7 separate regions of the Mus musculus genome follow, and all the other regions are linked to region 1. Evidence: chromatin contacts called from public ChIA-PET, Hi-C, HiChIP or PLAC-seq, Micro-C and promoter capture Hi-C data. All regions are on one chromosome and are shown on one strand. The core of a region is the stretch at or near the end of the contact, and the rest is flanking DNA. Distances in the headings are between cores, read along the strand shown.

Region 1 (2,902 bases), core at 209-2,708:
TATCCGCAGCTGGCAAGACCACAGCCCTGCTAGTGCACAAGGTAAATCCTAGTCACCTGCTTCGAAGCCGCCTCTTATCCCACGCCTGGGATTAAAACGCAAACACATTCACAGACCATAGCTGGGTTTTTGAAGAAACCAAAACTCTCACCACCAGCTCCTTTCTTTTTGTGTTTGTGTTTCGAGGTAGGGTATTTTTAGTCCAGGATGGCCTGGAACTTGTGGCAATCCTTGTCTCTGCTTCCACAGTGCTGGAATTACAGGCGTGAACCACCGCTTCAGTAAGTACGGAATACTTTTCTTAAGTACAATTATGACGATGTCACCTTCCACTCAGAATCATCAAAACAGCTTGCCCAGATAGGACTATAACTCAGTGGCAAAACACACGGTGGAAGCTGTGGGGGTCAGTCTCCAGCGTTTGGACAAAACAATTCCTGTCCGTTCACAGACTAAGATGCAAACCTCTGGGCGTGTGACCTCAGGCCTTGATCCCAACCTTTTGATTTCACACTCATTTTGAGGCCCTTTTTCTGCATGGCTCAGCAGCAAGCTGATATTGAGTATAAGATGTTGAAAATCCATAAGGAAGCAGACTAGGCGTGGCCATTGCAAGTGAAGCAATCCCCATGGAGGATTATTTATTTCTAACTCATCAATGTCAATTTGCCCTTACACACCTCAGGTGCACCTTGCACTCCAAGTGAGGCAAGCCACTATGTCTCCTTTTTCCCTCGAGTGAGGGTTTCCCTTAACTAGCTGAGATTGACCACTTTTTCTTTTTTCTTTCTTTCCTTTTTTTTTTTTTTGAGATGGGGGTTTCACAATGTAGCCCTGGCTGACCTGGAATTTGCTTTGTAGATGGGACTTGATCCAAACTCGATCCTTGCGCCTCTACCTCACTAGTGTTGGAATTAAACACACTCACCTATGCTTGAAGCAAAACCAGAGATTTTAAACAAAAGTCCTATCTACGATAGGCCAAAGAGATAAAATATGGCTGGAGGGGAGAAGAAAATGCTTAAAGTATGGAAGCAAGGGAGATGATGATGCGTGAAAACTCGAGCTTTCCCTTCTTGTCCTTGTCAATTCTTTAAATTGGATGAGAAAAATGTGCTAGAATGCACAGGGCCGGTTGATCTTCAACGAGGAAGGCCTGCCGTAGCAAGAACCCATCAAGCCTGTCGCTCTGTCCCCCACAGGCCAGCCCGCGGTCGCCCCGCACGGGCTTCTGGCTAACTCCCCTCCCGCAGTCTAGGCCGACCTCGCCTCCAGCCGCTCCAGGGGCCGTTCTCCGTCGCAGTCGCAGTTCCCGCCTCGCCACAGGGCCGCCCGCTGTGCCGACGGAGGAGGGGCGTCTGTCGCGCTGGTTCCAGCCTTTTCTGGCGCCGAACTCCGGGATCCGCCCCCCCCCCCCCCCGCGCCAGTTGCCAGGGAGCGGTTGCCATAGAGCTGAGCAGTTGTCCGCGTGCGCAGGCGGAAGTCCCGGATTGAGGCGCCGCCATTTTTCCTGCTCGGACGCGGAGCGAGAAGCTGAGAGAGTCGGAGACGCTATCCGCTTCCATCCGTCGCGCAGACCCTGCCGGAGCCGCTGCCGCAATGGATGATCGGGAGGATCTGGTGTACCAGGCGAAGCTGGCAGAGCAGGCCGAGCGATACGACGGTGAGTCGGGGGGGTGTCGGGGGGCTGGAAGTCTCGGACCCTCCGCCGCCGCCCACAGAGGCCGGGAACCGGAGACAAAATGGCGGAGCCGTCTCGGAGCCCGGCTTGGGACGTGGGTCGGGAAGCAGGCCGAGGCCTGCGGGCTCCCGGCGCGGTGGGAGTCCCCGGGCCTAGGGATTTGACCCCTCCGGTGTCCTTAGCTTGCAGGCGCTCGCCCGCCAGCAGGCCGGGGCGGAGGGTGGAGGAGTTGGTTGTAAAATGGCGGCTGGAGGGGGAGGGCGAGTCCCCGGGCGGGGGAGGGGGGAGGAGATGGCGGGTGCCGGCTCCCGGCGTGCGATCCCCACGGGAGCCCTCGGGAACCGCGGCGGGGTGTGGAGGAGGACACTTGGGTGGGGCGATGTGAGGAACGGTACCGGTCGCTCGGGAGAGGGCGGCATCGAGGAGCTGTAGCGCTAGGCGCCTTTCGGGGAAATATGGCGGGTGGGGGCGGTGGCTTTTCCCCTGAGGCCCAGTGTGGGGCGGCGGCCGTGGAGCCTCACAAAGGAGAAGCCTCTGGAACGGACGGCTTCTCGGGGCCGGCGGTGGAGAGGAGTCTTCTGGTGAGGGTGGAGTGTTTGGAAATCACTGCAGAGCCTCCCTCCTTGGGTGGAGGCGAGCTGAGATGCTGCGATTGGATTTCTTCCTTTGGGCCGACACACCTTGGAGTTGAGAGTTTGGGGGGCTTTTTAGCCTCGCCTTCTTCCGGGGAGGTGCAGAACCTCACTCCTACCCCGTTTGTTCTTACCCAGGATATCCTAAAGTTGCTGCGGGTTTTTTTTTTCCCCCTTCTGTCCCCATCCTTCATAGGCACGGAGTTCTGATGGCTAGAATACAGGAGACCAGGCTTGCCAGGATTCCTTAGTACGAATTTCCCTTTGCAGAGTCAGTGCCTCAGTTTACCCGTTTGTAAAATTGACGACTGTACTATTCACACTCGTCATTATGAAGTATGGAAAGACCTGCTGAGAAATGGTTAATTCAAATAATGTTTAGTAGCACTTTGGGTTGACAACCCAAGTTCGGGTGGAATGCATGCTCTTCCTTGGCTTGGGGAGCTTTACCTATTTTGAGCACTCAGTTGAGGCTTGGGGAGTTTGAATTAGGAATGTAGAAGATTGTAGTTTTTCTGTTTTATGATTTCATTGTTACATGATTGGGGCTCAAACCCAGGATTGCATGCAAGCAAGACAAGTGCTCAAA
Region 2 (2,902 bases), core at 250-2,749, 810 kb before region 1:
TTACAGATGGTTGTGAGCCACGTGGTTTCTGGAATTTGAACTCAGGACCTTTGGTCCTGAGCAGGTCAGTGCTCTTACCCGCTGAGTCATCTTGCCAGCCCCAGCAAAGCAGTTTTTATATTTCCTATTCCTCTCAAATCTTTTGACAAAAACTGCCATTTGTTCTGGCCACTCTAATTAATTATACCCATTCATTTGAGCTGTTGACTATTTCTCAGTCATTGTCTTTCTCTCTCTCTCTCTCTCTCTTTTTTGGTTTTTCGAGACAGGGTTTTTCTGTATAGCCCTGGCTGTCCTGGAACTCACTTTGTAGACCAGGATGGCCTCGAACTCAGAAATCCGCCTGCCTCTGCCGGCCCCTCCTCCCCCAGTGCGGGATTAAAGGCGTGCGCCCGGCATTTTTCTCTTTTGATGGTGAAATATCTGTCACATAACAGGAACTGTATGAGTACTATCAAATATTTTATACTATGATCAAGGCATAACTGGTTATTACTTTTTGAGGTCTAAAGGGTCAATGACTGTGTGAGACAGGGAAGAAGGAAAGACTGGAGAAAGGCAGTCTTTGGATAGGAAGTTTCTCCACCCCACCGTTTCTAATAGGAGTTAATGGTCAATGAGCTTAAAGTACCCATCTTCTAGTCTAATTAACTTTTTGCTTCCTTTTTGGGGGACAAGGTCTTCTAATATGTTGCCTTGATTAGCCTCAAATGTGCTATGTTGCCCAGGCTTGAACTTGCAATGCTCCCACCACAGCCTTTGAAGTACCGTGAATATAAGAATGAGCTATTTTTACCAGCATCAGTAAAAATTTAAAGATGTAAAGATGGGAGAATTGACTTGAGTACTAAAAAAGTAATTTTAAAAAATTCTCAATGCTAACAGTAATTCCCAGATCGAATAATTTCCTTCTTTTTTTACCTCCACACAACGACCTCCAGCAAGTCTTAGGGATGAACTGTCATAGACTTTAGTACTCTGGTACAATCAAACGATACACGGAGCAATTTACTTCTTCCACTCTCTGAGATTCCGTTTACCAGTAATGGGGATAATAATAAAAGATATTTAAACTCCACAATCCAGGCCTACGGTAAGGAGACTTCGGCCTAAAATGATCGGAGGAGGCCGGGTTGTAGGATGTCTCCGTCAATCCGAGCCCCAGATCAAAAGCAGTGTCCTCGGTGGTCACCGCAGCAATACTGGCATCCCTAGACCCGAATGCCCACCTGACATGGGCGAGTCACACCTGGCTGCGCCTCACCTCGCCTCCAGAGCGCTGCGCCTCCACCTCCGAGCCTCGGCGGACCGTCCTAGCTTTACACCTCTGCGCACGCGCACACGCCGTCTCCGCGGCCGATTCGCCCGCTCCGGCAAGGCCCTAGTTGAACGTGCTGAATGCTTTTGCTCCCAGTGCGGCCACCGTCGTTTGGGGAGGGCAGGCAGGAGGGGGGCGGGGAAAAGGGTGGGAGTGGGTGAGCGCGCGCCGCCCGTCCGTCGTGGTTTCCTGGCTGCGCGCGGCGGTGGCCGAGTCGCCGCAGCTGTAGCAGCCGCCGCGAAGATGGCGGAGGGGTTGGAGCGTGTGCGGATCTCCGCATCGGAACTGCGAGGGATCCTGGCCACTCTGGCTCCGCAGGCCGGGAGCAGAGGTGAGTTGCGCCGCCCAGCTGCTGGGCCGGGCCTGCCCGCCCCGCCTCCCTCTCCTCTGCCTCCTCCCCGCCCCGTCCGCGGCGCTCCGAACCCCCGCCCCTTCCCCAACAGTGCGCCCGGGCCTGCGGCGGCCCCTGGGAGACAGCGAGGCTGTCGCTCCGCTCCCTCGGGCCCTCGGGGCAGAGCCCAAGCGCGAGTTTCAGCCTCCGCCCTCTTGCTCGGCGCGGCGCCGTGGTTGTTCTCCGGTGCCCTAACCCTCTCACGCCAGCGCCTGAGTTCCAGTCCGGAGGAGACACGAACTGGCTTGGGTGCTAGGGTCCGGTAGAGGCCCCGAGACGTATTGTTCCCAAAAGAATAGTCTGTGTATGTGTACCTTTCCGTAGTCCTCCGTTCCGCGTCGGAGAGGAGGAGCTGGGGAAATTGAGGAGAAAGGCTTAACAGGCTAGGACTTCCTTTGCTGAACTTACCCCCCCCCCCCACCCCCCAAGGCTGGTTTCTAGTGCTAGGCCACTGGAGGGATCCAGGACCTCAGAGAGCTGACTCGGTTTTGTTTTGGTCTTGGCGTGTGTGGGAGCAGTTGTGATCAGAGAGAATGCTTAATTTGCCAGTCTCCATTCGCATCAGAAAAGCGCGAGAAATATTTTGGTGTCTGGTCTCCTTCATTAGCCAGTGTTGCTTAGGATGACAGTTACAGAAGATACCTTCTCTAGGATTGTGGCTAGAATTTGTGAGGTTGGTTTTTATTGGCCAACTGAATTGGATTAACCAGGCTGTTTTCTCTCTCTCCTCTGGAAAATAGTAGTCACCACCTCTCCTGGCTCCGCCCCAAAACTAAGTTTAAAAGTTTACTCAGGGTGCTGAGGTTAAACGGCTTTATCTTGGTTCACATTTGGTGGAGAAGCTAAACTTTTGCCAAGGCAGCAGTATCTTTTATTTTGTGTTTGTTTTTCTTTTGAGACAAAGTCTCACCTTGTAGCCAATACTGGCCTTGAATTTACTGTGTAACCCAACCTGGCCTTGAGTTTGGATACTTTTCCTGACTGAAGCCTTCAGAGTGCTGGAATTATATGCATATGCCACCATACCCAACTTTCAAGTCAGAAACCTAAAATTTTAGTTTCGCCCCCACCCCATCCCCCAAACAAAAGTGGGTATAGATGCAGGTGTATAAATACTTGGCTACCAGCTTGTTTGCATTTGTATATACATTATAATTCTGTACTAGGATTTTATATAACTTGAGTACTGGATA
Region 3 (2,902 bases), core at 188-2,687, 750 kb after region 1:
CTTGGTGGCCAGCATGAAGCCGGACATTTCCCAACTTGGATGTACTGGAGCAGCTAAGGAAAGGCTTTGTGGAGGAGGTACCAGTTAAAGTAATGGGGCCTTGAAGCTGGTGAGATCTGAGCAGGAGGAGAGCTGCGGGGTCACACAGGCAAGGCAGCAGGAGGAACTAGGAGGAAGGCACAGCGTGCTCCCATGCCCAGGTGAAAGGATACAGGGGACTTCCCTTCAGATGTGACATAACATCTCCATCTAATCCAATGGACAGGTACAAATTGCCTTGGAGCCCCAAAGCCACTCATCCTGTGCCTTGGCACAATCCCCAGGTGGAGGGCATAAAGGAAAGAGGAGAACAGCTCTGGGAAGGCCGAGACTTCTCAGAAGCGACTGCTGGGGAAGCACACACTGGTCAACCTCCGCCGAGACAGGCCCAACAGCCCTGCTTCCTCCTGAACTTCCCACTGTCTGTGAAAGGGGAAGAAAAGCGCTCTCACCAGGGCCAGTCACATGGGCCAGCCTGCCTGAAACTTTCTCACCAGATGAAGGACTGACTTTTTTGCTCTCATCTCCATTATCCATGGTGAAGGGGGATGGTCTGGCTGGTCCTTAGTAAGTTACTTTTTATCTGAAGACTCACATACAGGCTCAAAGGCCAGGCTCCTCTCACTGAGCTTGAGCCAACATTGATATTAGGACCAGGGAGCTAGCACATCAGCTACCTCCGTCCTCCTCCCTGGTCCAGCTTATGGCAAGGATTAGAGAGAAGCTGTCAAAAGAATTCTTACAGAGAACCCCTGGGTGGTCTCAACTCCCACCCTGGGAGCTTCACTTAAAGGTGGGAGTTAGCCAGTTCTGCCCTCACACAGTCATGTCTGCCGTGTCCTCTAGCAAAGTAGCCTTTCGAAACAGGGGAAAGAAATCTGCCCACTTCCTCTACCTCCTACCCCTGAAGGCTTGGCCCTGTCAGGCACATTTACTATCGCAGCCCTGGTTACTTCTTGGCGCTCACAGAGGAGGTGTAGTTAACCTATCACATAAACAAGCAAGCTGAGGTGCCCTAGGACTATGAACTCCGACAGAAACAGCCACAGTGAAAGGCTAAGAGAAGGTGGCAATTGGGCTAGCTGTGGCAAACTATGACCCCAAGGTGGGATGGGCTGTAGGCAACAATCCACACTTACTCACTCGGTGCCTGTGCAGAGCTACAGCCCATTTAGTTCTCTTTCTTTTAGAGCCCCAGCCCCTAAAGCTGAGCTCTCAGACCCCAGGAGTTACAGAAGCTCACTATTCCTTCCAGAAAGTTACTAAACCTGGCCCCTGGGTGCTGGCCGGGGAACAGAGGCCCCTATGTGGCTTTCCTGTCTGTGCAATGTTTCTGCCAGTGTGTACAGTCTTAAGTACATAGGCCTAGTCCTTTGCATACCAGGAAGTACTGAGGAGAAAAGAGACACTTTGCACTGAGAAGTCAATTTCCATTTTTAAGTCACTCCCTGGGGGATAAGGGATCTGTTGTTAGGAGACAGTGGGGGAGAAAGCCAGAGAAACAGTTTCACCTCTAAGCTGGACCACCCAGGAAAAGCAGAGCTGGGCCTCAGGAGGGCTCCTGATAAGCGGAGGGAGGGATTGAGTCCTTATCTTTGAGCTTTATCCTCTGAGCCGGAGGCTGGGGAGGGTCCAGCCCCACCCCCTCCCTAGGCCTTCCAGCAACAAACCTTCCTACCAGCCTCTCTTCCTTCTGAGAGGCCAGAGTGAACAAGTTGGGAGTGGTAGGGTGTGTGTGTGAGTGTGTGGATGCGATCACACAGTTGTGCCTGTGGGGTAGAAGCTCTTTAGGAAGGCACATCAGGGAAGCTCTGCCCTGGTTCCTAAATCTATCTCTGTCCAGAGGAGAACATCTGATGAAGGAAAATGGAATGTGAGAGGCGTGTCGCAGCTCAGGGGTACCTCCTCCTCCTTCTTTGGGGTATCTGGGGGAGGGGTACTGACAAGAACACAAAAGCCTGAAGCTTGCTGCTGAGATTATAGGCATAAACCACTATACTTGGCAAGACACTGATTTTCAAACCCACTGTCACCAAGAACACAAGAAGCAAAAGCAAGAAGACAGTTCCAAGTCTGGGCTCAGGCTGATCTACATAGCAAGACCCAAAACAAAACCAAACTCTCAAAACAAAACCAAAAGGAACACAGGAGCCTAAATCTGTCTCTGCTCAGCTCAGGAGGAAACAGTAAAAATGCCAGGTAACACTGAGGCCCTTCCCAAGAGCTGAATACAATTCACTATCTTTGCAACAGTCCCACACAGAGAGTACTACTTGTGAACCCAGCCTATAGATGGAAAAAATGAGGTATGGCACGATCGTCTCACTTCATGAAGGCAAGGTGTGAAGTGGGGCTCTCAGTCAGGCATCTGGTCCCTTTCAGATCTGCATTCTGCCAGTGATGCAGTTTTGGTTACAGCACACCCCAGGCCTGTCTGCCTTTTATCTTTAGTAGCCTGTACAGTACTGGGTCCCAAAGGATCAACCCAAAGCGGGAAGGTACCAACTCTCTTGCTACCATCAGCTACCTATGGTTATCCATGCTCTGAAAACAGTGTGTCTGCACTCTTCAAGGCAGAGGCCAGAGGCCATGTTACATGACTTTGCTACACGACTTTCATTATGGTATATGGCCACCATCGCGCATGTTCATTATTGTTAATATCTTATTGTACCTAATTTGTCTATAAGTTTGTATTCTTAATAATAATAAACACAGTATATCTAGGATTCAGTACTATCCAAGGCATTGCAGGCATCCATTATGGGTCTTGAAATAGATTCTCCACAGAAGGGAGACAACTATACCATCTTCAAATAAGAAGCTAAGGATCGGAGAGTTTATACAAAACTTTTTGAAGACA
Region 4 (2,902 bases), core at 192-2,691, 720 kb after region 1:
CCTGGGTGTGCTTATCTTTGTGACCCTTCCTGCTCACAGGATGCTGTGGAGACCCCCTGCGGCCATAGCTGAGGGCTTCTTAATCAGTATTGTGCTAGCATCTTGTGCTGCTGTCTGGTAGCCTGTAGTACAATACTAGCCCTTCAATCTGATAGGGTACCCTACACTTATGTGCATTCACTGCAGAGGCACTGTAAATTTCCCCCTCCCCAAATTTATAACCTGCCTGGCTCTTTTCCATGCATTCTACCTCTTTCTAGGCACACTATGCTAAAGTGTTTTGCATCCGGAGGTGACACTACTCCAACCAATGGCAATCTGAGGCTCTTGTTATGCCAGACAGCAAGACTCCAGCTCCATCACCAGGCCTTTAGCCACGTCAAGGCCTTTCAAACCTGGGCTGCAAGACTTCTTGATGAAGGCCTAAGATATACAGAGGACCAAGGAGACAGCATAGCATTCCCTGCATACTGTCAGCAGAGGCACTTTGGGCTCAGTGTCCCATCTGTGAAGCAGGACAAAGGGGTCACCTTCCATGCAGAGCTGTATCAGGATCACATCAGACAGCACTTGGGTCTGAGCTTCTCAGAGCACAAATACTGGACACACATGGCAGTGACCAGTGCTACCATTTGTCTGCACTGATTATAACACACAGCCCTGCCTCCACTTTCAGATGCGCTCCTACATCATGGCTACAAGAGAGCAACCCATCACAGAAGCAAACGCCTAGAGCTCAGACTCCGGGTCCCCTCACTGATCCCAGGCTGGGCTGAGTAGAGGCATCCCCCCACCCCCACCCCATTGAGCATCCCTTAGGTCCTACCTCCTCTCCCACCAAGCTCTCAGGACCCGCTGAAGGGAAGCAGCAACCTGGGTTGCAGAATTAGGTAGAACTCTAGACACCTTAAACATGTGGCAGCTATGGAAACAGGCTGTCCTACAGCTCCGTGGGGCCTGGCCATGTGGGACTGTCCAGTGCAGACTATCCATCCAGCCTGGCTGTCTCAGTGGCTCTGAGGTAGCTACAGTGCAGGGCTTTAAGAGCCACGTCACCCCCTCCCCAGTGCCCAGGAGATGGTGAGGTGAATCCATGGCTCATAGCCCGGGTTGTGCTCAGGAGGCTGAGTGCTAGAGAACTTCAAAGGCCTCCTGAGGCCCTGGGCTCTGAGCTGCCCACTCACTGGCCTGGTCGGTCGGCTGGCAGCTGGGACGTTTGTGTTTCTTTTAATATCAACTCTCAGGCATTTAACATTCTTCGAAGCTAAAACCAGAAACATTTTCCTTAGCAGAATGTGCTTTCGGCTTTGCCAAATACAACCTGGCAGCCTCCCCTCCCCCGAGACCTCCATCTGCTCCTGTCTCCAAGAGCTGATGATTTATGGTATTTCCTCTGGGCCTGAGCAGCACCGTGAGGGCAGAGGGAGCCGGGCTGCCTGCCATCCAGGGGGAGACTCCTGGCCCTGGGATCTGAGTGGAGAGAGGCAGGGGGCCGTAGTGCTCACAGAGCTGGCTGCCCTGGTCACTCTTACATTTTACAGCCATCGATGGCCCAGGCAGCGTGGCAGCTTCTTACATCGCTTGGCTGCTTGTCTGCCAAGGCTGGCCAGGCCAGCCTGGAACTTGTTCCCTGCTTATTGCTTGGGCCTTGACCAAGGCCATAGAGGTGAGGGTTTTGCTACTTAAGAGGACATGTGACAGGGATTGGATTCAGAGAGCTTTCTGTCATTCTTATTTCCGAAACAATGAAGGGCTGGCACGTGGTTGCCTAGCAGCACTGTCTCCCTGGTGACAGCACCAATGAACAGGGTACAGGTCCCTCAGCATCAGGAAAGCTGTGCTTAAGAACATGAGGCAGATGGCTGGGCCTCGACTGGAGGGTACCACCCCTCTATTTAGATACTGAACCCAAGACAGGTGGGGGATGGGGATACCCACACACCTCCCAGTGGCACCAAGTAAAACACCAGAGAACAATCAACACTATCTTAAAAAAGAACGCAGTGGTTACAACCCTTAGAGGACCCAGGATTTGTTTCTAGCACCCTCCATCCTTAACTCTAATACCAGGGGGTACAACACCTTCTCTGGTTCCGCCGGCACCAGTCACACAAGCAGTGAATACACATGCATGCTGGCAAAATCCCCATAAACATGAAATAAAAACTAGTATTAAAAAAGAGTGACACATGGGGCTGGAGAGATGGCTCAGCAGTTGAGAACACTGACTGCTCTTCCTGGGGTCCTGAGTTCGATTCCCAGCAGCCACTTGGTGTCTCACAACCATCTGTAATGGGTTCTGATGCAATCTTCTGGAGTGTGTCTGAGGACAGCTACAGTGTACTCATATAAATAAAAATTTTTAAAAAATCTTTAAAAAACAGAAAAAGAGTGACACTCCCTGCCCAGGATGAATTTGGTATGCATGTTGGGGTCAAAAGTTAAGAGACCCAGAGCATCCATGCCTGCCACCCAGCCTTGTCATTATCTCCCTTAAGTTCATGGTCACAGAATCTGCACACACTGTGTCTTAAGGGTGAGCCACACAAGGCGCCAAGCAGCAGTGTGAATGGCTCCATGCTAAACATTATCCCTCAAGCTTTCTCGAGAAGATAAGTAGATAGCAGCATTTTTCAAAACTGGCACAATGCCTCAGAGATACAAGTGCACACAGACCCTTTCCCTCATTTCCATCTTCTGGGCACCAGGAAACACTGAAACACGTGCACTCACTGAGGCTCTGACTCTGTTGATATCCTTTCCCTCCCCTCCCCACCGCCAAGACAGTGACTCCCATCACAGGTGAGGACAGTACAGGAACTTGGAGCCCGGCAGCCCTGCTGATCCTAAGCCCTTGTGGTAGAATGGCAACCACTGGGGCACATGTGACTCCCCTCTGTCT
Region 5 (2,902 bases), core at 143-2,642, 700 kb after region 1:
ACAGCTAGCCCTTCCCTTCAGCGTTCTGGGAACGATGACTATGTGGCTTCAGCTTCTGGACATGCCCTCATGTGTATTGTTCAATCTTCACTAAGAGGCCTACCTGCCTATGAGCAGCTGGGGACAAAGTCAAAACCAGCCACCCCCTGGTCTCAGTGGAGAGAGAGACAGAGGTAAGAGCATTCTTCAGCACACAGTGCCCTGGGATACACCCAGTGGCTCAGTGGGTGACACACACCACCAATGACAATGCTCAGCAGGGCTCCAGGCCCCCACCTTTGAAAGTGAAACCCCCTTTCTTAGGATACCCCCTCTACCGCTGCCACAGCACTGCAGGGCAGAGGCTGGGAGGAGCTCAGCCTCCTGTACAAGCCCCTGACTTCCTGCCCTCTGCAGCTGCTCCTACCAGCCTACCATTCCTAGTCTACTCTGCCTTTGGCCTGCTGAGACTGAGACCCGCCACTGCCCTCTTCTGGAAAGGTACAGACTCTCCTTAGCCTGTCTCTCTTCAAAGTCTACAGCTTGTTTTAGAGATTTATAAAAGTGAAATGTTCTTTAATAAATGTTCTTTAAATCCAGCGTGCTAAAGCTGCTGTGCTAAGAGGCCACACAGGGGCGTCACATGACTCAAGGGCCTCAGTAAAACACACTGCTGATAGGTTCCAAACGAAAGGTAGCCTGGAGTCTGGATGCTCCTGGAGATCCTCTACCCAGTTAGGTACCATGTGTGCTGTGGGTAGGATTCCTAGGACTCGGATACCAAGGGCCACGGTGGTGATCTTGGGTTGCTTTAGCTTGTCTTCCCAAGTAGTCACAGGCTTAGGGTTGTATCCTCTGGGAAACGAAGCCAGCCTGTCACTGGGACACGCCACAGGCCTGAGAGGCACAGCAGGGCAGGCAGTCTGAAAAGGGATCTGCCAAGAGACTGCCTCGCCTTCCTGCAACAGGGCACTTAAGATTCTGTCAACGTGGCTGCTGAGCTCAGGGAAGGGCAGAGGAACAGGCCTCCATCCTGCGTTCCAGCTCAGCAACTGGGTCAGAAAAGACCAGGGTCAGGATCAGGAAATTGTCACCTCATCTTTCCAGTGGCCTGGCAGCCTTACTGTAAAAGCCCAGCCAGCTCTGACTTTCTAGCCCTCTGCCCCTGGAACAGGTACAGCAAGCAGGGCCAGCCAGGCTGCCCTGAAGGTACTCTGTGGCTGCAGTTTACCCCTCTCCTCCCAAACCAGCCACAGATGGGCTAGGCTGACTCCCTACTCTAAGACACCCGGGTGAGGCCCCTTTGCCTCTGCTCCCTTCCCCTCCCCCTCTCAAGAACTCTCAAGTTCCCAAGGTCCACATATGGAAGGGGTTTAGCAGCTCTGGATGAGGCTTTTATTGAAGCCAGGTTAGCTTCTTAGCTCCACAGCAACCTGCCTTTTCCAGCGCTCCATCCAGGGCCTCGGCCTATACTGAGTAGACCACACTCATGGGCTCTGGCTGGGCATGGCTGAACTTTAAGGAGAGACAGACAAAACTCAAAACTGGACTGCTTCTGGCCTTCATCTCTCCCCAACCCTGCGGCTCTGCCAAGGCCTTCCCCAGCCTGGGGATTTTACTGTAGGGCCGAGCTGCAAGTGAAAAGCAAGTATTTTACCCTGCCTTTGCCCAGGGCCATGCTGGGGTCAGCAGGGCGGTAGCAAGGGCAGGGGCAACAGCCCAGTCTGGAGATGGCCAAGGCCAGAGCAGCAGAGGCAGACCTCAGCTGCCTGAGGCAGTAGGCATTCCAGGATCCTTCCATCCTGGCTGCTACTGGAATGTGAAGGGTCTAGAAGACCACCACAGGCTCAAAGGCCTTGACTTGCAACAGTTTGATAAGAATTATAAAATCTGAGCCGGGCATGGTGGCACACGCCTCTTAATCCCAGCACTCGGGAGGCAGAGGCAGGCGGATTTCAGAGTTCCAGGCCAGCCTGGTCCACAGAGTGAGTTCCAGGACAGCAAGGGCTATACAGAGAAACCCTGTCTTGAAAAAAAAAAAAAAAAAAGAACATAAAATCCTTTTCTGAAACTGACTTTACCTCCCACACTGGCCAGGAAGATCTAGGTAGAGATCCCACTGCTAGTGAATATGGGGATACTGGCAATTTACTGTATAGCTCTGAGCAGACTCACCCCCCAAGCCTTGCATCTGCTCTGAGTCTCATGTCCACACACATTATCAACAGCATCCCTATGCCCTTTGAGACACAGTGTCCTGGGCCAGGTGGCATACCCTATCCACGAGGCAGCTGGGTAGGAACCTGGAGCTTCCATGAGTTCCTATCTAGGTTATCCACTGACCACACAACCCTGACAAATGGATTTCTGAGAAACAGCCTCAGGGCCTGAGCAAGTGCTGGGCTTCTCCTCAGAGGCCATGTAAGTGAGGCAGCTGGTAGAGTGAGAGCCTATATATAGGGTCCAAGCTGTCTGGATTTAAGAACCAGCTCCTTTGCTAAGCACCATGTAACATCATCTGGGTCACTCTCTAAGCTTCCATTCCCTCGTATATAAAATGGCACTAGCACTTGCCTCACAGACTGATGCCCGGTACCCAGGTCATGCTCAAGACACATCAACACTATGAAATTGTGCCGAAAGGCTCTAATGGCTTCCTTCTTGATGCTGACCAGTCCTTATGCCTTCCACTTTGTCCCCTCCACTCTGCATGGCCTTCTGCTCTTGAACACACCTCTCCTAGAGCTTCTGCCACGTAGGCTCCTTTGTCTGGACTTCACTGTCCCCAGATCTTTTGTGGTCAAACCCACGAAAGTTCATCCTTTAAATTACCAAGCGGGGCGTGGTGGCGCACGCCTTTAATCCGAGCACTTGGGAGGCAGAGGCAGGTGGATCTCTGTGAGTTTGAAACCAGACTGGTCTA
Region 6 (2,902 bases), core at 163-2,662, 670 kb after region 1:
AGTGATGGGAGGTAACAAAACTTCCTTGGCAGTGAGCATGAAAGCAAAGGGATGGACTCAAAAGACAGGTGTGTATAAGCAAGAAGAGAGTGATTCACCCAGCCAGGAAACAGGAAGTGCAGGTGTGTGTGTGTGTGTGTGTGTGTGTGTGTGTGTGTGTGTGTGTGTGTGTGAAAGAAGTTCTAACTTCACCTGTAGCTCCTAGTTACTCTCTGCTGTTGGAGGACATTAATCAAAGCCCCTTAATTGCAAAGTCATCTGTCCAGGATCTGGAGAAATGGATCAGGAGTTGAGAGGGCTGGCTGTTTTCCAGAGTTCCTGGGTTCAATTCTCAGCACCTATATGATGGCTCACAGCCATCTGTTAACTCCAGTCCCAGGAGATCTAATGCCATTTGCTGGCCTCCCAGGTACTACGTGTACTCGGTCCACAGACATACATTCAGGTAAAGACTCGTTTGAATTAATTTAAAATAAATAAAATCTAAAAATAAAGTCACTTGTCCAGTACCCACTGTGTACAACAAACCGGTCAGCTAAGCAGTATCTGTTGGCACATACCTTCTACCAGCCATAGGGCTGTGACGTTTTTCCATTGTTAACCATAGTTGTATGCAACTAGTATGTATATAATACTCTATACTCAGCTTGCTCGCTCTCTCTCTCTCTCTCTCTCTCTCTCTCTCTCTCTCTCTCTTTTCTTAAGCATAGTTTCTCTGCGTAGCCATGGCTGCCCTGGAACTCACTCTATAGACCAGGCTGGCTTCAAACTCAAAGATCTGCCTGCCTCTGCCTAACTGATTTAACTGATTTAAGGCTTGCTAGACCACCACTCAGTTCATTTGTTGGCCTCCTTCTTTATTCCTTAAAGGCTTAATAACTATGTAATAAAATACATTTAGAACATATGTATGCCATGTTTCAACACTTACTTACAAAGCGCGTACATTCGATCTCAGAATACCAACCAGCCTGTGGTTCTAGTGAATCAGGTAGCTGCATCACTGCTGCATGGCTTAGAAACAAAGCAGACACGCGCGTCCCCTGCTGCAAGCTCAACGAACTGCAGCCTAACAGGAGCCCGACCGCTCTTCAGCGGCTTCTCAAGAGTTTTCAAAGGAAGTAGCATGTCCAGTGAGCACGCACGGCTTTCTGGGAAGTGTAGTCAGATGTTCGAGTTAGAACTACAAATCCCGGCACGCACCGCAATGGGGCCCCTAGTTGAGGGGTGTTCTTGAGATATTGAGTCTTGTCTGATTGCTTTTAGCAATGTCTTACAAACTTGGCAGCTGTTTAAAGAGGCGTTGAGGAAGCACGATAGCTCCCTCGACGCTGATGCATAGGCAGACTTTGCTTCTACACCTTCTTCAGTGTGGCGAATCTGCCGTTGTCGTCACTCTGGCTGGACGCCTAGGTAAGCGTGTGGAATCGGCTGTGGGAAATACGAAGTGAAAGGTACTAGAGCCCCTACGGTCATGGCGGCTACCGCCCCCAAGGCCGGGGGTTCAGCTCCTGAGGCAGCGGGTTCTGCCGAAGCTCCGTTGCAGTACAGCCTTCTTCTTCAGTACCTGGTGGGCGACAAGCGTCAGCCCCGGCTTCTGGAGCCTGGCAGCCTGGGCGGGATCCCGAGTCCTGCCAAGAGCGAGGAGCAGAAGATGATCGAGAGGGCAATGGAAAGTTGCGCCTTCAAGGCTGTGCTGGCCTGTGTAGGAGGTGAGACGAGGCTCGAGGGGCCCTTGGGATGCTGAGGGCTTGAAGAGCCTTAGGATTCCTTATCAAGACAACGCGTTTAGGAGGCAAGGAACCTGTAGGTGTCGACCTTGATTGCACCCGGACTTGCTCCTTGAACCCGGAGATGTCTCTCTTGACCCTGGGGTTAACAGTCAGGGTATGCAGGATCCTAAGTAGTTGCTTTCTGTCGTTCGTTTGTTTGTCATTTCATTCATTCATTCAACATGTTGTTACTATGTAACTGTCATGAGCGGACAGGAGCCCTGAAGGTCTAATATTAGGACCCAGAGAGAATGCTGTAGACACATAGGGAGTTGCAAAATTGTCCTTAAGGCAGAAGTTTGGAGCTTGGAAATTATTGCTGGGTGGTGGCGGCCCAGGCCACGGGGGTGGGGGTGGGGTGGGGGGAGGGGCTGAGACAGACAGGCAGACAGACAGAGCTACATAGAGACACCCTGTCTCAAAATAAAACAAAAAACAATGAAGACCAGTATGATTAGACAGACGGGGTGGGGCTGGGATAGACATTAACAACCCCCAACACACACACACACACACACACACATTCACATTTTGAGGATTTGAGAATGTACAGCATATTTAAAACAGACGGGGTGGGGCTGGGATAGACATTAACAACCCCCAACACACACACACACACACACACACACACACACACACACATTCACGTTTTGAGGATTTGAGAATGTACAGCATATTTAAAACGTGCAGGTGAAAAGGTTAGGTATATTTGTAGATGAATTCAAATTTCATTACAAATGAAAAACATTAGCCGGGCAGTGGTGGCACACGCCTTTAATCCCAGCACTTGGGAGGCAGAGGCAGGTGGATTTCTGAGTTCAAGGCCAGCCTGGTCTACAGAGTGAGTTCTAGGACAGCCAGGGCTACACAGAGAAACCCTGTCTGGAAAAACAAACAAACAAACAAACAAAGCAGGGAGGAAGAGGCAGTCAGATCTCAGAGTTCCAGGTCAGCCTAGTTTATATAGTGAATTCCAGGACAGCCCGGGCTCCATAATAGAGACACTAACTCAAAAAATCAAAATAAACAAGCAAGCCAAAAAAACCCCAAACAACCAAACAAAACAAAGTTTCAAAAAATGTAGTAGAAAGAGAGTTTGGGAGCTAGAGTGATTGGAAAGCAAGAAATTC
Region 7 (2,902 bases), core at 133-2,632, 560 kb before region 1:
CACTTAGAGCCCCAAACGCCAGCCGCGACCCGGGCGCCCACGCCTGAGGATGCTCCCGAGGTAGCCGGCGCACGAGGACCAGATTGTCCCGGGTCCCTTGCCCTTCCCTGTCGCCAACTCGAGGACCCACCTGGGGGGCATGTCGGAAGCCCCGGGCCCGGCTGCCGGCGGATCCAGGGGGGGACGTGGCTGCAGTGCGCTGCCCTCCGCCCGCCGGGCCCCCGGTCGGTCTGTCTTGCCGGTCCGTCCTCCCCGCGTCCTGGTCGCGTCTCAGCCCCTCCGCGCTTTCCGCACACTCTTATCTGGAGCGGCCCGAACCGGCAGACGCTGCCGCGGCCATGGCGCCACCTCGCGGCCACGCGGGGACTGTGTGCGGCTGGGCTGCGACCTCTGGCGCACACCTGGGCCAAGAGGCTTGCAGATGCGGAGCTGAGCAGATCTTGCAGGTTCGCGCGCTTCCAGATGTGCCCACCTGGAGACTCAGATATCGGACCTGGGAGTCCCATAAACCTGGGGGTTTTGTGCTGAGTGCTCCCGAGTACATATTTATATGTTATATCGCGCCAATTCGGGGGGGGGGAGGGGAAGGTTCTGTCTTCAAATGAGGAACTCTTAAGCCAGGGATGGTGGCGCATTCTTGTAATCATCCTAGCATAGCACCCAGGAGTTGGAAGCAAGAGGACCAGGAGTTCAAGGTCAGCCTCTACTACCTGAGACCCTATCTTAGAAAAGGGGTTGGGGTGGAACACTACGAACAGTATTCTGTGAGAGGGCGAGCTTAGAAATCCTAAGTGAGATGAAGGTACATACGTTCGGAGCAGGAGCGGGGCGGCTTTTATTAGACATTTCTGAACACCATTATTCACTTGGACTCAGTGGAGAGAGACACATTCCAACTCTCCCTCAGACACATGTTATCAGTATGCACATCATAAACCGTCCACACTCAAACTCTGTCCAAGCAGTGACAAGGGCGCGCCATGTTTACACAGACCGCCCACCCCCTCCCGGAGTCCCAACTTCTTGGGCTACTGCGGAGGCTACTACGTGAAACGGGGTAGAGGTCCTACCAAAGAGCCCTCCCCGAACTTGCGGGTCTCCAGAAGGACCCTAGAGCCCTCCATTGGAAATAGCTGGACAGAGCCCCCTTGCGACGTGCCCCTCAAGTCCCCAATCCCCCATCTAAGCAGTTTTGAGGGATCTTAGTTTGCCCCCCCCCAATACACCATTCGAGAGATATCACGAGAACGGGCGGCTTGAGACCCCCTCAAAAAAAGATCCTACACGCCACACAAGGGAGAGCTCATTCATGTTGGTGACTCCTCTTTTAGGAGGGAGGGGAGCGTGCACCAGCTCTTGGGTGCTCACCGGAAATGTCCCTGCATAGCGGGGCGGAGGCATAAGCACCGTTGCAAGCACCGCGCCTCCGTGGCCCACGCTCCGCCTCTTCCCCGCACCTCCTGACCCCCGCCCACGCTATAGGGGGGGTCCCCCCAAACCGCCCACAGCTTCTTATTGGCTGCGCCATCCTCCGTGGCCAAGCCGGAGAGGCTGGGGCTCAGAGTTACTATGGTAACCAATGAGGTTCCCGGGATCTCATCTCTCAGAGGCCTTGGAGAGCTTAGCAACCGCGCGGGGCGCAGGGCGGGTGGGGGCTACGCTCGCCGCACCCCACGCTGTCTTCGAGCCCCCACTCCCCCGCTTGAGGTAGTGGCTGAGTCACTCGCCCGGGGCAGCCGGCCGGGCCTCTAGCTGTACCAGTGAGACACCAAGGTCTTGGGCGCCTCCTAGAGGCTGCGTTTCTTTGGCAGGAGACTTCTATGCCTGGCCTAGGCTTCTGGTCCAAAGAGTCTTCAAGGCTCACCAGGTTTCCGCGACAGTGTGCTCCGCCTCCATCTAATCCACTTACTACTTCGTATCTCCGTACAGTGTCCATACAAGACAAACACTGCAGTCCCACGGTGGACTCCACAATTTCTGAGCTCTAGGAGAAGTGAAGAGGTACCTTGGTATCTCTGTCGAGGGATACGCCTTGGGGCTGAAGCGGAAGTGTAACGGAGCGTTTGAGGATAAGAAGGCTCCCCAGAAGTGCTCTTAGGGATGAGTTTTGACAACTCTGAGTTCTCCCACAAGCAAGGGTGTCTCTGATGTCTCTGTTTTAAATGTTTTCTCCTTTTAATGGGGTTAGATCGTGCGAGTCTGGAGAGAAAGCTCTGTATGTGTTTTACACAATGGAGTTTATCCGCTGGTTGACCCATAAGGAGGTCGGCTGGGTCTTCAGTTCCTTCTTGTTCTATCCCTCTCCACCGACTCAAGCCCTTGTTGTATCGCTATGGGGCCAACCACATAAACCTTGCCCAAGTTTCACTGTGTACTCCCCTCCCCTCCCCTCCCCTTCTCTCCTCTCCTCTCCTCCACGCCCCACCACCACCACCACCACAGTTTCAAGTCTACGGCTAGCCTCGAACTCACAAAGGCGTCTACTTCCCACGTACAAGGATGCGCACCACCATGCCCCTCCTCTTAACTTTGCTTTCCCCTTCTTCCTGAGCTCCTCTGGTCATCCTGGTGCAGCTTCCTCCTCTCCGTGAACGCATGACGACCCCATTTAGAGCCCGGAGACAGAATCGGGCTGTTTTGGAGGACCTGTTCCATATCGTATTTGCCTTTAGTCTATTCTGACTCCTTTAGAAAGGAGTCCCAGCTACACACACCCTCTGCCAAGCTATTGAGCCCCCTTAGTCTCATTTTCTCTCTTACAGGCTCTGCCTATGCCTATTCCACCCCACTGAGGTGGCCCCCTCGTGCCCCCTGGGGCACTGCCAAGTTGGCTCTCCAGTACTTGTCAGGCTAGCCCTTCCTTTTGTGGATACTCCGTACAGGGATTTTCCAAACTCTTACA

The links. Promoter capture Hi-C pulls out the DNA fragments that hold promoters and counts their contacts. A called contact is a pair of places that touch in the nucleus more often than the background predicts. ChIA-PET counts read pairs in DNA pulled down with a chosen protein or histone mark. HiChIP or PLAC-seq counts read pairs in DNA pulled down with a chosen protein or histone mark.
Region 2: a contact with region 1 is called in a Micro-C map of embryonic stem cells, with 9 times the contacts expected there. The contact joins the promoter of Smg6 here to the promoter of Ywhae in region 1. A contact is called at or near these places in 3 of 39 promoter capture datasets (liver and pre-B cells) and 1 of 484 Hi-C or Micro-C datasets (embryonic stem cells).
Region 3: a promoter capture Hi-C map of embryonic stem cells shows a contact between it and region 1, with 3 times the contacts expected there. The contact joins the enhancer-like site here to the promoter of Ywhae in region 1. A contact is called at or near these places in 4 of 39 promoter capture datasets (the C10 cell line, HPC-7-derived erythroid cells, embryonic stem cells and 1 more), 1 of 484 Hi-C or Micro-C datasets (CD8 T cells), 6 of 115 datasets of contacts at active chromatin or transcription factors (effector CD8 T cells, embryonic forebrain, large pre-B cells and 3 more) and 2 of 9 other capture datasets (adipose tissue and liver).
Region 4: an H3K4me3 HiChIP or PLAC-seq map of embryonic forebrain shows a contact between it and region 1, with 2.4 times the contacts expected there. The contact joins the enhancer-like site here to the promoter of Ywhae in region 1. A contact is called at or near these places in 5 of 39 promoter capture datasets (the 3T3-L1 cell line, the C10 cell line, embryonic stem cells and 2 more), 4 of 115 datasets of contacts at active chromatin or transcription factors (embryonic forebrain, memory CD8 T cells, pancreatic cancer cells and 1 more) and 2 of 9 other capture datasets (liver and pancreatic islet).
Region 5: an H3K27ac HiChIP or PLAC-seq map of epiblast stem cells shows a contact between it and region 1, with 3 times the contacts expected there. The contact joins the enhancer-like site here to the promoter of Ywhae in region 1. A contact is called at or near these places in 10 of 39 promoter capture datasets (the 3T3-L1 cell line, the C10 cell line, HPC-7-derived erythroid cells and 7 more) and 2 of 115 datasets of contacts at active chromatin or transcription factors (embryonic forebrain and epiblast stem cells).
Region 6: an RNA polymerase II ChIA-PET map of memory CD8 T cells shows a contact between it and region 1, with 47 read pairs. The contact joins the promoter of Timm22 here to the promoter of Ywhae in region 1. A contact is called at or near these places in 15 of 39 promoter capture datasets (the 3T3-L1 cell line, 3T3-L1-derived adipocytes, the C10 cell line and 10 more), 1 of 15 datasets of contacts at CTCF or cohesin (pro-B cells), 4 of 484 Hi-C or Micro-C datasets (B cells, the G1E-ER4 cell line, cortical neurons and 1 more), 19 of 115 datasets of contacts at active chromatin or transcription factors (the 230-238 cell line, the NIH/3T3 cell line, the SCID.adh cell line and 16 more) and 3 of 9 other capture datasets (adipose tissue, embryonic stem cells and liver).
Region 7: a Hi-C map of regulatory T cells shows a contact between it and region 1, with 6 times the contacts expected there. The contact joins the promoter of Hic1 here to the promoter of Ywhae in region 1. A contact is called at or near these places in 4 of 39 promoter capture datasets (hippocampal neurons, liver and pre-B cells), 3 of 484 Hi-C or Micro-C datasets (embryonic stem cells, hematopoietic stem and progenitor cells and regulatory T cells) and 2 of 115 datasets of contacts at active chromatin or transcription factors (memory CD8 T cells and pancreatic cancer cells).

Annotation. Positions count from the first base shown.
Region 1 is chr11:75,731,429-75,734,330 of GRCm38.p6, forward strand. Ywhae (tyrosine 3-monooxygenase/tryptophan 5-monooxygenase activation protein, epsilon polypeptide) reads left to right here and starts at 1,459. Exons shown (of 6, transcript NM_009536.4): 1 at 1,459-1,663. The coding sequence starts at 1,600.
Region 2 is chr11:74,924,355-74,927,256 of GRCm38.p6, forward strand. Smg6 (Smg-6 homolog, nonsense mediated mRNA decay factor (C. elegans)) reads left to right here and starts at 1,500. Exons shown (of 19, transcript NM_001002764.2): 1 at 1,500-1,649. The coding sequence starts at 1,562. Srr (serine racemase) reads right to left here and starts at 1,594. Exons shown (of 9, transcript NM_013761.5): 1 at 1,265-1,594.
Region 3 is chr11:76,481,919-76,484,820 of GRCm38.p6, forward strand. The region is part of intron 3 of Abr (active BCR-related gene); the gene reads right to left. Among named protein-coding and RNA genes, the nearest start is that of Timm22, 76 kb to the left of the region's middle. Within about 2 kb of position 1,438, at least 152 of the 459 cell types and tissues checked have an H3K27ac peak or open chromatin away from gene starts, as enhancers often do. A contact at or near this core is called in CD8 T cells, adipose tissue, embryonic stem cells and 2 more, where this site is marked.
Region 4 is chr11:76,448,615-76,451,516 of GRCm38.p6, forward strand. All of the region lies in intron 16 of Abr (active BCR-related gene), which reads right to left. Among named protein-coding and RNA genes, the nearest start is that of Timm22, 43 kb to the left of the region's middle. Within about 2 kb of position 1,442, at least 91 of the 459 cell types and tissues checked have an H3K27ac peak or open chromatin away from gene starts, as enhancers often do. A contact at or near this core is called in embryonic forebrain, pancreatic islet and stem cell-derived neural progenitor cells, where this site is marked.
Region 5 is chr11:76,428,814-76,431,715 of GRCm38.p6, forward strand. The region is part of intron 16 of Abr (active BCR-related gene); the gene reads right to left. Among named protein-coding and RNA genes, the nearest start is that of Timm22, 23 kb to the left of the region's middle. Within about 2 kb of position 1,393, at least 56 of the 459 cell types and tissues checked have an H3K27ac peak or open chromatin away from gene starts, as enhancers often do. A contact at or near this core is called in epiblast stem cells, where this site is marked.
Region 6 is chr11:76,405,731-76,408,632 of GRCm38.p6, forward strand. It overlaps Timm22 (translocase of inner mitochondrial membrane 22), which reads left to right and starts at 1,413. Exons shown (of 4, transcript NM_019818.5): 1 at 1,413-1,712. The coding sequence starts at 1,475.
Region 7 is chr11:75,168,873-75,171,774 of GRCm38.p6, forward strand. It overlaps Hic1 (hypermethylated in cancer 1), which reads right to left and starts at 1,383. Exons shown (of 2, transcript NM_010430.2): 1 at 131-1,383. The coding sequence starts at 647.